Linked DNA regions of Rattus norvegicus: region 2 is linked to region 1. A link is a contact called in public Hi-C data. All regions are on one chromosome and are shown on one strand. The core of a region is the stretch at or near the end of the contact, and the rest is flanking DNA. Distances in the headings are between cores, read along the strand shown. Region 1 holds the start of Smpd1 (sphingomyelin phosphodiesterase 1). Region 2 holds the start of Mrpl17 (mitochondrial ribosomal protein L17).

The links. A called contact is a pair of places that touch in the nucleus more often than the background predicts.
Region 2: a Hi-C map of Schwann cells shows a contact between it and region 1, with 5 times the contacts expected there. The contact joins the promoter of Mrpl17 here to the promoter of Smpd1 in region 1. A contact is called at or near these places in 5 of 12 Hi-C or Micro-C datasets (the A7r5 cell line, Schwann cells, frontal cortex and 2 more).

Annotation. Positions count from the first base shown.
Region 1 is chr1:169,303,085-169,309,727 of GRCr8, reverse strand. Smpd1 (sphingomyelin phosphodiesterase 1) reads right to left here and starts at 4,956. Exons shown (of 6, transcript NM_001006997.1): 1 at 4,559-4,956; 2 at 3,404-4,176; 3 at 2,745-2,916; 4 at 2,434-2,510; 5 at 1,977-2,122; 6 at 1,113-1,856. The coding sequence starts at 4,864. The coding sequence ends at 1,447. Apbb1 (amyloid beta precursor protein binding family B member 1) reads left to right here. Exons shown (of 14, transcript NM_080478.2): 12 at 1-62; 13 at 182-358; 14 at 440-1,008. The coding sequence ends at 607.
Region 2 is chr1:169,574,435-169,581,889 of GRCr8, reverse strand. It overlaps Mrpl17 (mitochondrial ribosomal protein L17), which reads left to right and starts at 6,191. Exons shown (of 4, transcript NM_001313842.1): 1 at 6,191-6,451; 2 at 6,715-6,783; 3 at 7,032-7,340. The coding sequence starts at 6,278. The coding sequence ends at 7,319.

The DNA of each region.
Region 1 (6,643 bases), core at 3,707-6,206:
AGCAGTGGACCCCAAGTCACGTCAGCGTGGCCCCTGCCACCCTCACCATCTTGCACCAGCAGGTAAAGAACTGGGGTAGGAGACCGGGACTGTGACTGGGCTTTGCCATGGAGTCAGGGAAAGAGCTGCCAGTAGAATAGAGTTAGGGATTTTCCTTTTTAACTGGGTGCCTCCCCTATAGACAGAAGCAGTGCTGGGGGAGTGTCGAGTGCGGTTCCTCTCCTTCCTGGCTGTGGGCAGAGATGTGCACACGTTCGCATTCATCATGGCTGCCGGCCCAGCCTCCTTCTGCTGTCACATGTTTTGGTGCGAGCCCAATGCTGCCAGTCTCTCGGAGGCTGTGCAGGCTGCATGCATGGTAAGTGGGCAGGCTAGTGGGATAGCAGTGTGACCTGAAGGGCCTGAGATGGAGAGTCACTGTCCTTTTGTTCCTCCACAGCTCCGCTACCAGAAGTGTCTGGATGCTCGTTCCCAGACCTCCACCTCCTGCCTCCCAGCACCCCCTGCGGAGTCAGTTGCGAGACGTGTAGGGTGGACTGTCCGCAGGGGTGTTCAGTCTCTGTGGGGTTCCCTCAAGCCCAAACGTCTAGGATCCCAGACCCCATGAAGAGCTCCCATCCTCCCTCTACCTGCTTGTTTTGGGCCCCAGGGAACTCAAGGGTTTGGGGCAGGTAGGGGCTGTGGATGTTCTTCCTACACCCCATGTCCCCCGGGCTGCCCCTCCTCAGTAGCTGGGGTTCCCTACCTAGGGGCTGGGAGAGAGAAATTGAATTCCTTCACAGAAGTCATTACACTGGACTGATGACATGGGGGGCCAGAAGCAAAGCCAGCCTTGGGCTCTCCATCCCCAGTGTTTGAGGTGGAGCAGGAGGAACTGGTCCAAGCCAGGCCCCATCCTCAAAGGCCCAATAAGGGCAGGAGGGGACTGGTCTCGGCATGGATCCCCTGTCCCCTGTTCTGCGGACACCTCCACTGTACTGATATCACTAATAAAGTCTGTCTGCGCTGCTGTGTGTCTTGTGGCCATGTCAACTCTTCAGTCAAGATCTTGCTACCTACCAAGCTTCCTTTGCCCTGCCTGTTTGGGAGGAAGAAATTGGGACAATGGAATCTGAAGTATGAGTCTCTTTATTTTAACAGCCTGGCAGGATCAGGTAACAGTACAGAGTTCAGAGGTGCATAGCACAGGCTGGGGCAATAGCTCCTGTCTACAATCCAGAGCACTAAGACCTCGGCTTTGTGGCCTTAAAGACATCAGCCCCAGGGGTAATCCAGATACTGGGCATAAATAGGACAGCCAAAACCTCCCTCAGTCTAGCCAAACAAGCTTTCATGAGGAGGCTTGTTCCCTGGCCTGGCTGGCTCCTTCCCCGAAAGCTTTTGCCTCAGGTAGATCAGCGATACTCAGGAATCCATCCCTTTGCTAATATGTGAACTTTTCCCACACTAGCACAGCAGGGGCCGTGACCACAAGCTATGGGCATCTGGGAGGCTCCCATTGGGCATCAAGTGGCGACACAGAGCAGGGCTGTCTGCACGTGCTGAGAGCTGGGCACACAGAGTGGCCAGGCGGCAGGGTGTGCCGCAGGGCTCTGAAGGTGGGTGGCCCTTATGGTAGAGAAACCAGAAGGTCTGGAAGAGCTGCTCATCAGCCCTCATGCGGTAGACCAGGTTGTGCCAGGAGGCAGGCATCGCATCTGGAAGTCCATAGGTTTCCCGAGCCCTGTAGAGCCGCTTCCAGCTGGGCGTGCCCCCCGGCGCATTGGCCTGGGTCAGATTCAGGATGTAGGTCTCATGGTCCAGGACCACATGAGAGCTTCCCGGGTAGTTTCCATCTATTTGGTAAACTCGGTAGCCTGCGAGAAAAGAGGGTGGAGAAGGGGATAAAGGAACTCTAGGGAGGACCTGCTTTGGCTTCCATCCCTTAGAGTCACGCCAGCCTCGGGATAAGGAATGCTCCCTTCTGCCTCACTCACCAGGATTAAGGTTGATAAAGGTGGTAGCACTGGGTCCCAGGAAGGCTACGGCTAGTGGGCGGCTCAGAGTTTCCTCATCATAGAAGATCTCAAACTCATCCACATGAGTGTGGCCAAAGAACTGACCAGCCAGAGTGTTTTCATACCTGCTCAGAGAGAAGTGAGGGTGGGGAGACTTGGGGAATTAGGGTGGTCATTCTGCAACTTGCAAATTAGCTTCTCCACCAGACTGAGACTCCATGCTTGGGGGAATTGCTCCTTCCTTTCCTTTTTTTTTTTTAAATCCAGAGGCAGGATTTCTTTATGTTAACAGCCCTGGCTGTCCTGGAACTCACTTTGTAGACTGGATGGCCTTGAACTCAAGAGTGCTGCCATTAACGGCATGTGCTACCACTGCCTGACTCTTGAGGGTACTTTAACCCTTCAGTCCCCACACCCAAGCCCTCTATCCCTTTACCTGGCTATAATTTTGTAATAGTTCCAACTCCAGCTCTTGAGGCAATGTCCTGGAGGAATGTGCCCAATTATATGCACCTGAAGGGAAAGTAAGGGCCATTAGAGCGTTGAGGAGTCCAGGCAGCCTTGGGCGAAGTGGCAGGAGACAGAGTATATGAAGGACATAGGAGGGTGGCCATGGACCCAGGGAAGACTGGAGTTCCAGGAAGTGAAGTAACACTCCCCTCTTCAGAGACCTCAGCCGCACAGCAGCCTGCTTCTCCTCAGCCCCAACAGCACCTTCTCCACAGGGCTCATAAGGCATCTCCTTACTTTGTCTCCTCGATTCTCAGCAGCCTGAAGCTCGTCCACCAGCCACTGGAGTTGTCCAGCAGGATCTGTGGAGTTGATCAAGAGCCAAAAGTTCTCACGGGAACAAAAATTCATATTGAGAGAGATGAGGCGGAGGCCAGGGCGTGGGGTGAGGGCATAGAAGCCCCCAATTCTGAAACAAAAGTAACCGAGGTATCAATACTTGGACAATCCTAGTCCTACATGTGGGGCAGAGCTACACATGATGTCATCTCCCACCTCCAGGAGCTCCCATCCCAGCTGAAGACCAACAGCAGTAATTATAGGCTCCTCTGACAGTAAAGAAGGTTCAGAGGGCTGAGGGCTCCAGTAATTCAGGACAGAGAGTCAGGTGAGCCAGAAAGCAAAGGCCTTTCAGTGGATGGATGTTACAGGCCAGGCCAAGTTGAGAAAAATGGGAGATATTAAAGAGGGAGGGAGAATTCATTTTACAAAGAGCTACTGTAGGCAAAGACACAAGCTGGGGTGTGGGGATGTGGTACTGTTAGCTCTGAAAAGAGGCTGGAGATAAGAAAAGGGAAGGCAGGGTCATGTTAGGGAAGGCAGTAGAGAGTGCTGCTGGCTTGAGCAGTCTGCCCAGTTCCCTTCTTTCTCCCTGGGTTTCCATGGACAGCAAGTACCTGAGGGTGTGAAGGGCGTCAGCTGGTAACCAGGGTTCCCATGCCTTGGCCATGGCTTCATAAAGCCATTGTGAAGACTGGTTTCCCTTTATGAAGGGGGGAGGGAAGCCATTGACAGGAGTACTCTCATGGTTGCCCACAGCAGGGTACACCGGTACAGGGCCCAAGAACTTCCACACGAGGTCTGTGATGGTGTTCAGGGCCCTTAGCTGATCTTGTCGAGACTGTTGCCAGACATCATGGGCAGGGATGTCTCCTGTCCAGTACACCATTTCAAAAGGGCCGGCGGGGCCCAGCCCTTTCAACAGGCTCTCTAGCGTTCGCAGGGGCAGGTCACACTTGCTGTACTCTCCCCAGTACCCAGCCCCTGTCCGTGAGTTGGGCGGCCATCCAGACCCCCTGCGGCAGCAGAGGGGATCTGCACAGTTAGGGTCTGTGCCCTCCAGGTAGTCATGGTCCCAGTGAAGGTCAGTAAGGAAGAGGACACGGCTGACAGGGGCACCTGGGGCTGGTGGGCTCGGTGGCTTTGGGGGTGGCTTCGGCACTGATGGCAAAGAGATGTTCCAAGTTGAAAAGATGTCCCAGTGCCCACAAGAGGAGCCCAGAAGCAAGCCACAAGCTTCTGAAGGGCTCAGAACTGAGCGTGTCCACACGTCCACCACATCGTCCTCAAAGAGATGAACAGCTGACTGGCACACATTTAGTGGCGCTATGTTCAGCATCTTGCACATCTTGATGGCCACAGAGCCTACTCGTGCCACATTGGGCTCCTTCTGTGGAGGAAGGAACCAATGATGAGAGGTCAGAGACAGTACAAGTGACCCCTCGCCACCACTCCACAGGCTTCCATGTCTAAATCAGGGCTAGGGTGAACTCTGTCACCATGATAAAGGGACATCAGTGTCTCCCACTTACTGCCCGGCAGCTCAGCACCAGGCCTCTACCTACCTACTCTAGCTCAGGGTGTGCTCTCATTTCAAGCCCATGACTAGCCAGCTGACTTTACTCTCCCTACTTTACAAAGGTCACAGTGGGGTGGTGGTAACATGGAGGCATAGGAAGCACCCTCCACCAGGAATAATATATTGGCCCCAGAGCCTATCGGTGCCCCTCCCCCTGCCCGGAGCATTCCACCACAGCCCTTCAAGCACTCACCTTCAGCCCATAGTTGAGAGCAGTAAATAAGACTTTGCAGGCGGGGCAGGTGAGGTTCCTCCACCCAAAGGCATTCTGGAGCTGCGGCGCTACCGCACTGAATTTGACAGAATGGCCTTGGGAGGGAAGAGGATAAGCTCTGGCAGGAACCCAGAGAACCGTGGAGTCAAACAGAGCCAGGACCAGAGCCAAGCCCAGCCCCATCCAAAGGAGTCCCAATTTGGGTGCCGGTAAGGACCTCTCCAGTCTCTGCTCCCAGCCGGCTCTGAGATGGCCCTGGCCGGATGACGCTCCGTGGTGGGGCATTGCCAAGCTCGTAGACAGGACTGGATCGCCCCTCCAGGCCCCGCAGGCCGAGGCCCTGGCTGGCCCTCGGGGCCCCAGTAGCTCTGGAGACACCAGATTACCCTTCGTTGCGGTTGACTGATGGCTCAGCAGCCAGCCACAAAACAGCTCCTCCCCTTCCTGTTCCTCTTATGCCCCAGCAACCTTGGGGGAGTGCTGTCAAAGCCTTGGGGGCGGAGCAAAAGGGGACCCGCGGGCCCTCCCTCCTCGGTCCTCTTATGCCACAGCCTGTCACTGCAGGCGGTCCTAGGACCCGTGAGGTTGGATGGTAGTTGGGGTAGGTAAGTGCCCTCCATAGAGACGAGCGTCGCCACCTTGAGCCATTGCTGTGTGAGGCTGCCAGCCGCGGCCTGATGCTTTGTGGCCAGAACTGGTGGAAGCCCTTTAGGGAACTCCCAGGTGCCTCCTCGCCCCTCGCCCCCGCCCCCAGCACCCTCCACCTGCCTTTTCAAACTTTCAGATTCCTAGAATAGATGCCCGGCTCAGCTGGCCTTTTAACTCGGGAGGCTAAAGAGAGAGGGCTGGGGTAGCGATCCTATCCCTGCATTGAGTGGATTGACCTGCCATGGAGGTCCCTCTCGTCGGTTTCCTATGCTCTGCCACCATTACAGCACTTGATGTTTTGTTAATGTTACTTTTTTTTAATTTAAAAATTTGCATTATCATTTATTTATGTGTATGGACATTTTGTATGTGCGTGCACCATGCACTCTGGAGGCCAGAAGAGGCCGTAGGAGCCACCTGGACTGGAGTTAGAGATGTATTGAGGTCATCACTCAGGTGATGGGAGCTGGACCCAGGTCCTCCAGAAGAGCAACACTGTTAGGTGTGGGGCCTGCCAGAGGTCTTCATATCCTTAAAAAGAAAACGACCTCTTCTCTCCTAGGAGCTATCTAGTGCCAATAGTTCCTTAGCTGGGAGTGGGCCTCTGGAATTTTGTCTAGCTTGAACATCCTGTGTAAGCTGTCACAATCAAGGTGATTTCACCGCATGCAACTTCCCTGTTGTGTCCAGAAAACAGTTTCCTTTAGTCATCTGCTGCCTCTGGCTCTTCTAGTCTTTCGGTAGTCCCTCTCTCAGTCACTTAACCTTGTAGGAGAGGTGTGATATAGACCCTATTTGGTGAAGATCACTTAGAAGTCTTTTGTTCTCTGTTGATCAGTTGTAGGGGTCTGTGTTAACTCTCACCTGCTTCAAGAGGCTTCACCGATGAGGGCGGAGAAGCGCTCTAATCTACAGCTACAGAAATAAGACACTGAAGTCATTTAAATGCTGTGCCTATGTAGCAGAATAAAAGTAGTAGGTTCTCCCTGTCCCCCACCCGTGGGGGGTTATGAACTATCTAGCCACAAGTCCTTGCTCTGATAATGGTGCCAGGTACAGGTTCCATCTTGTCTCCCGGAGGTCTTAAATCCAACCAATAGCAGTCACTTAAGTGTTTTTAATCCTATTTTATTTTATTTGTTTTGTTTTTGAGACAGGATCTCACTATGTCTTGCCCCAGCATCCACAGTGCTGGCTGACTTTACAAGTAGGAGCCAACCAACTTTCTCCTAGCATAGCTTTAACTGAGAACCTGATTCAGAATTCTCTGGATAGAAGGGGCTTTTGGCTCACATGAAGATGCTATTTCCTCCTTTTTAATAGAGAAACTATTACTCCTGAAATCCCAGTGCCTGGGAGGTAGAAATAAGAGGATCATGCATTCAAGGCCACCCTTAGCTTCAAAGTATATTTGGG
Region 2 (7,455 bases), core at 4,942-7,441, 270 kb before region 1:
AAACCCCAACACTATTGCTATTCCAAGAACTGCTTGCAGAAAGGAGCCCAGTAGAGCTGTCCTCTGAGGGGCTCTGCCAGCACCTGACTAAGATAGGTGCATACACTCAAAGCCAAGCATTGGACTGAGCCCAGGCACTGCAACAGAAAAGATTGGGAAGGACTGAAAGTGCTATTTAATTGCCCACTACATGATTATATATTGATGTTTATGTTCATTTTACCAATAATTGGCATTTGGGTTGTTTCCCAGTCTAGAAAAGTGTCACAGAAAGTTTAAAAACTATTATCATTCACCGAAGTTAAACATATGTATATATTTTGTCTATGAATTTTACTCCTAACAAAAGCCTAACAAAAATGTGTGTGTATGTATACCAAAAGATATCTGTAAAATACTTATAAAATAATATTTATAAGAATCTGTGGTACTTTGTTTTTTCTGCATGAAAATTCTGATATCAACAACATTTGGTTTTATCATTCTTTTAAATTTTAGCCATTCTGGAGAATATGGTATTATTTCAGTATAGTTTGGATACATATTTACCTTATTAATAGTAAAGTACACTGTGTTCATGCTTTACTAATTATATGGACATTTACTCTTTAAAACATCTCATGTCATTCATTTTATTTTGTATTTATTTAATAATTCTTTAATTTTGTTTTTTTGGGGTGCTTTGTTTTGGTTTTGTCTTGTGGGCTTTTGAGGGTTTGGGGTTTTGATGGGTTGGTTGTTTGCTTGGGTTTTTCGTTTATTTGTTTTGTTTTGTTTTGCTGTTTTTCAAGGCAAAGTTTCTCTGTGTAACAGCCCTGGCTGTCCTAGAACGTGTTCTATAGACCAGACTGACCTCAAACTCACAGATCTGATGGCCTCTGCCTCCCCAGTGCTGGGGTTAAATATGTGGGCCACCATAGCCAGCTATTTTTTCTTTTTGAGAAAAGATCTCACTGTGCAGTCGTGGTTGGTCCAGAACTCACTATGAAAACCAAACTAGCTTCAAACAGATGTGCCTGTCTGAAGTGGAAACTTCTAGTTCTTTGGTAAATTAGTTATGCCAAAGGATGTTTTGTTGGCGCACATAGGTAAAAGGATGTTGTGCTAAAACAAACACATGAAAGACTATTTTCCTGAAGCAGAGAAAGGTGAAAGGATGTTTGGGCATAACAAACACATGAAAGGATGCTTGATGAAGGAGTATAAATATGACCTCACAGACAATGGGAGAGGAGCACTGAACATTGGTTTGGTTTGTTCTGCCTCACTATTCTTCACGATGACACACACGTATTATTGGTTCACCTTACATAGCATTGTTAAGCTCAACTTGTGATAGTGCTGCCAATGAGAGAAACTCGCCCAGGAATTGCTTGCCAGTTTCCTGCAGCAGCTTGCAGCTTCTGTGGCCTCCACTCAGGCCAGTTTGGTGAGCCTGGTGGTTTCTTTAGGATTGAACTACAGCTGTGTCTTGGTCAGGGTTTCTATTCCTGCACAAAACATCATGACCAAGAAGCAAGTTAGGGGAGGAAAGGGTTTATTCAGCTTACACATTCACATTGCTGTTCATCACCAAAGGAAGTCAGGACTGGAACTCACACAGGGCAGGAAACAGGAGGTGATGCAGAGATCATGGAGAGATGTTTCTTACTGGCTTGCTTCCCCTGGCTTGCTCAGCTTGCTCTCTTATAGAACCCAGGGATGGTACCACCCACAAGGGGCCGTTCCACCTTGATCACTAATTGAGATATTGCCTTACAGCTGGATCTTATGAAGGCATTTTCTCAAGGGAGGCTCCTTTCTCCATGATAACTCCAGCTTGTGTCAAGTTGACACACAAAACCAGCCAGTCGAAGCTGCCTGGTGTCTGCTTGCTGAAAGAACTGGACTGTAGCTGCTAATTCATGCCTAGTGTCTGCCTGCCTAGACGACTGGTCTGCAGCTGCTGAGTTGTATTTGCTGTTTGCTACAGGAAGGAACTAATGCCAAAGAAGATCAAGCTCTCCATCAAAGAACTATTGCTGAACAGGTCCACTTCCCCATATCCTAATAACTTTTCACTTCCACTACTCTGTTGGATGGTGGGCCAGAAGAAAGTAGCAAAAAATTTATGCCAACATCTGTCTCTGACTGCAGAGTGTGGGGAATCAACGGTGTGCACCATAATGCCTGGCACGTGTTTTTTTTTTTAATCTGTTTGTCAGATTTACAACTTATATACATTGCTTCTCTACCACTGAAATATGTATATAAATCAAAATATACACAACAATTAGCTTTTTGGCTTGGTTATCTCAATTTTGGTAGCATAAACAGAGCAAAATAAAGTATTTTAAATGTTGTGATAATTTGTTTACAAGTTTGTGATAATTATTAAAATAGAAGGTAAATTTGTCATTGAAAATACATATGGACAGGCTGATTTTTTAAGTATATATCTTTATTTTTATTTTATTATTTATTTTAAGTATTTTTAACTTATCCCTAGTAGAATTTAAATCCAAAAATAAAATAAATCCAGGTTCAATAGAAAGTAATAGCAAAAATAAAAAAAGTTGGTGAGCCACTGAGTAGCACAGTTTTAAAAGTGTACTTAATGAAAGCATTACATACAGTAGAATTTCATTCAGTTGAAATAATTTTTCTTTACTTTTTATCAAGCTGGCTCTAAATAGCCCTCAGTATCCAGATTGGTCACCACTCCCTCATAGAAGCCGTGCCCAGGCCTACTAAACTAGGTTAAGTTCCCCTTCTTACTGTCCCTCTCTATGCAAGTCAAAGGGCTTCCACCTGTTTATCAGCTGTTTAGCCACTAGATCCACAGACAAAAAGGCAGTTGCCCAGTGAATCCCCAACAGCACACTGCAAGTTCTTATGCACATTTACTGAGTAAATGAAAGACACTGTGGGTGGGGTAGATCCACACACTTGAGTACTGCTAACCTATGCTACAATTTAAATGTAGTTCTTCTCTTCCAAAAAAAGTATTTCTTTTTACTTGTTTTCACAGAGATCTTCCTCAATTCTGTGTCTGCACAATAATACAGTCACTTCTAACATGAAGGCCACAGAACCAAAAGGGTCAATGAATAAAATTCAGTAAGTTCATGAACTTGGATAAAAGGAAAATAGCTTTGTTTTTATTGAAATTGAATTGTAGATGAAATTTAATTTTTTTCTTCAATTTCTACGTGGGTCACAAACTGCAATAATGTTACTAACAATTATACTTTGCCAGCCTACATCAGTAATTTTCCTATCAGTTACCAGTTATAAATACCTCAAAATATCATTTACATTCACCACTACTTTAATTATGCAACCCTCCACTAGATCTTTTTATTTCATATGTTGGCAAAATAGTACATATTATCACAGTCACCAATTTGGAGAACTTGAAAATATCTTAATAACAATATAATTTGTTTCCTTTCTGATGCCTTATATTTTACTTTAATTCATATACCTAAAAATATTATTCTCCAGAGAACAGCATTTATATTCATCAAAAGGTACAAAAAGTGTTTGAACAGGATAATCAGTCATCATTCCTTAGGCAAAGTCGTTCTGACTGCAATCCCAGTACTCTGTAGGCTGAGATAGGAGAATTGACAATTCAAATGCTTGAGTTTGAAACCAATGTACATTCCACAGTGAACCCTAGGGGCAGCCTAGGTTACAGAGCAAGACCCTGTCTCAAAACAAACAAAACCAAAATGTATTGTCTTTTCTGACATGTCTATTATCCAATTTTGGATACAGTGAGGTATCTCATAAAGTAAAGGCACTTGCCATACAAGCCTGAAAACCCCAAATCTCTGGGTGGTAGAAAAGAACAGAGTCTGGAAATTTGTCCTCCAATATCCACATGCACACCATGCACATGGGAATCTGCATTCAAACATAACACATACACACACACACACACACACACACACACACACACACACACACACTTCATTTTAAAAGGTGTTCTGACTCAAGGATTTGTACAGTAGGTCAATGGGATAAGGAAAAATCCAACTTCCAGGGGTGAAGAAATATATCCACCAGTGTGAAAGAAGGGATCAACGCAAAAGCAAATCAACAGTGTAGTCAATGACATTCCCGAATTCAAGCTAGATTGGGGGAGGGGATTGGGATTTAAGAGATCTTGTTAATGATTTAGTCCCAGTAATGAATTACTGCATAGACTCACAATGAATGAAATACTTGATAGTGAAGCATGGTGAAAACTAGCTAACAACAAGCCTAGCTAAAATGAAAGATGAAAGGGTAACTTTTCTAAGTAAAAGTAGAATGATCAAGGGACAACTTTAAAAAAAAAATAACAATGATCATGTGTTTTTAAAAAAAACTATAAGACTTAAAAAAAAAAAACATAGTGCTGGCTTGATGGTGGAGGAAAGAGGAAAGACAGCCAAATGCATGAATCAGTTCCTCTCTGACCTCGAAGGACTTTATAATTTTGGCAACCGGCAGTTCACCTCACTAATAATACAAGGAAATGAAGAGGGCAGGGACAGAACACCATGAAGAATGTAAGCCAGCTCGGAAACAGCTTGTCACTATTTCCAGAGTGAAACACCATCTGAAGGGTTATGTTGATTCCATCAAACTAGGGGTCCTTCTTTAGCCCTGAGCCACCTCAACTTCTTCATATTGCACATGATCATAAACTTATTTTTCTAAAATGAAACAATTTTAAAATTTACTCATTTTCCACTTGAAATGTGCTTTTATCTGCTGCTTTCCTCAATATTCTAGTCACTCAGCTATAGCAAATTCATTTTAAATAAGTCTTAATATGATCATCATTTTGTTAGATATTACAGCTAGATTATATTTTCACCCAATTCCTCCCAGAAAACTGTTTTCAATGAGCAGTAAAGAGCTCATGCTGAGCAATGGAAGAGAACACACACACACACACACACACAGAGAGAGAGAGAGAGAGAGAGAGAGAGAGAGAGAGAATTTTTTAAGTAAAAGTATTCATCTCCCAGAGGCCTAGAGAAGAATCAAATAGTTCTGCCAAAAACAAACAAACCAATTAATTAATTAATTCAATGATATGGTTCCTAGTAATATTCTGCTTTGTTCATAGACTGGTGCCTAATTCAGTGGTCATCAGAGTGGCTGCCTCTGGCAGCTGATGGGAGATGTAGAGGCCCACTGACAAAACATTAAGTGGAGAAAGAGCCTAGGTTAGAGACCTCCATTAGTTCCCTCCCCTTGGAGTTCCAGAAACCCCGCAGAAGATGGGGAGGAAGAATTGTGGGAGCCACGGGGGATCAAACACCAGAGAGCACAGCCTGTAGAATCAGCTAAGCAGGGCTCATGGGGCCTCACAGAGACTGAAGGGGCAATCGTGGAACCTTCAAGGTTCTGCGCTAGGGTCTCTGCAAATATGTTATAGTTTGTTGGTTTGATGTTTTAGAAGGGATTCCTGACAGTGAGAGATGGGGTGTCTCTGACTCTTTCTGGACCCTTTCCTCCTAGTGAGTTTCCTTGATCACAATTGAAGTGAAGGTTTGTGCCTGGTCTTATTCTATCTTTTTGTGCTTTGTTTGGTTGATGTCCCTGGGAAGCTTGCTCTTTCCTAGGGGAAGTAGGGGAAGAAAGGGGAGGAGGAGCTGGGAGGAGAAGCTATGGTCAGGGTGTATTGCATATTAGAAGAATACATTTTTCAAAAATGTCAAGTATTTGTCCATTACTTTAGCTTTTAGTGCTCACTTTTTATTAATGTCAATAAAAGAATGTAATACCTGAAGCTTTCCTGGACATAATCGATCTCACTAGCACTAATGAAAACTAGGTTTAAACTAACGTCGTCAGGAAGCCAGGCAAGACTACAACTCCTCAGGCTAGAGGCCACATTCCACCATGGCCCCACCCCTCAGGCGCAGTTCGCCTCAGATACTCACTTTCCCAGCATGCTCCGCCTGGCAGGCGACTCAGCCGAGAACGCCCCAGGTCGTTGAGGCAGTGCAGGAGAAACCCGGCAGGGGGCGCCGAGATCCCTAGCTCGCTACTTAGCACCCGCAGACCTTGAGGCCCGCCCAGCTCGCCGCTCCAGAAACGTCAACACGTCGGGCCACCCACCCTCAGACTGCCAGCTAGGCAGGCTCTGATGCGCATGCGCAAGCACCCCTGCCACGCGCCGAGCTACTGCGCATGCGTCCTCTGGAAAGTGACTCCGCCCTGCACCCCCGCAACACACACCGTGCTTAGTTTCCTTTTCCGGGCCCCGGAGAGGTGGGGCCAAGGTGGGAGCATGAGGTTGTCTTTAGCTGCCGCTATCTCCCACGGCCGCGTCTACCGCCGCCTGGGCCTCGGTCCCGAGTCCCGGATCCACCTTCTACGGAACTTGCTCACAGGCCTAGTTCGCCACGAACGCATCGAGGCGACATGGGCACGCGTGGACGAGATGAGGGGCTACGCGGAGAAGGTAAGAGCCAAGTCATTCATGGCTGGGCCCAGCCTCAGACCACTGCGCTTGTCCTGTGTCGGGAGTAGGTAGCGAATTCCCTGTGGCACTCAGCTGAGCACGTCACTCCCGCGCTTTAAATGGAAGGCTGGTTGGGCTGAGGAGGAAGGAGCGCCCTGAATTAGCTTAGCTGGTGGGATGACTGGATGAAGGTGAGACATTAGAAGAGTAAGGTGGGTGCCTTACTCTTGCTCGTGTTGTATCCGTGTGTTTTGTCCTCACAGCTCATCGACTATGGAAAGCTGGGAGACACCAACGAACGAGCCATGCGTATGGCTGACTTCTGGCTCACTGTGAGTGCTTCCTGCCTTCTAGTGGGGAAGGAATCCTTAGAAAACCGGGTACTTGGCAGATTTAAGCCAGGGCATTCGCTTATGTACCAGAGTTACGAACTACCTTAGACACGTGTTTCTCTTATTTGAACTGGAAGAGATGCACATCTGTATAACTTCCTATAAGTGGTTCTATGTAACTTGGTAACTGATTGGTGGTGGGGAAAGCCGTTGTGACTATTTTCTTCTGATTAACTCTCCCCATCTAGGAGAAGGACTTGATCCCAAAGCTGTTTAAAGTGCTAGCGCCTCGGTTCCAAGGTCAGAATGGCAACTACACAAGAATGCTACAGATCCCGAATCGAAAGGAACAAGATCGGGCCAAGATGGCAGTGATAGAATATAAGGGGAACTGCCTCCCTCCCCTGCCTCTGCCTCACAGAGATAGCAACCTTACTCTCCTAAACCAGCTACTCCTGGGACTGCAGCAGGACCTGCACCATAACCAGAAAGCAAGCCTCCACAGCTCCCATACAGTTCAAACACCAAAGACTTAACTGGAGCTGGAGAGTGCATAGGTGTGGTACCTGTGTTGGTGGGTCTTGGAGCTCTTGTAGTGTGTGAGACCTTGAAGTGGCATTGTGGAGCCCCCTCATAATGAGGCCCAGACCTCCCTGCTGACTAGAATTGATC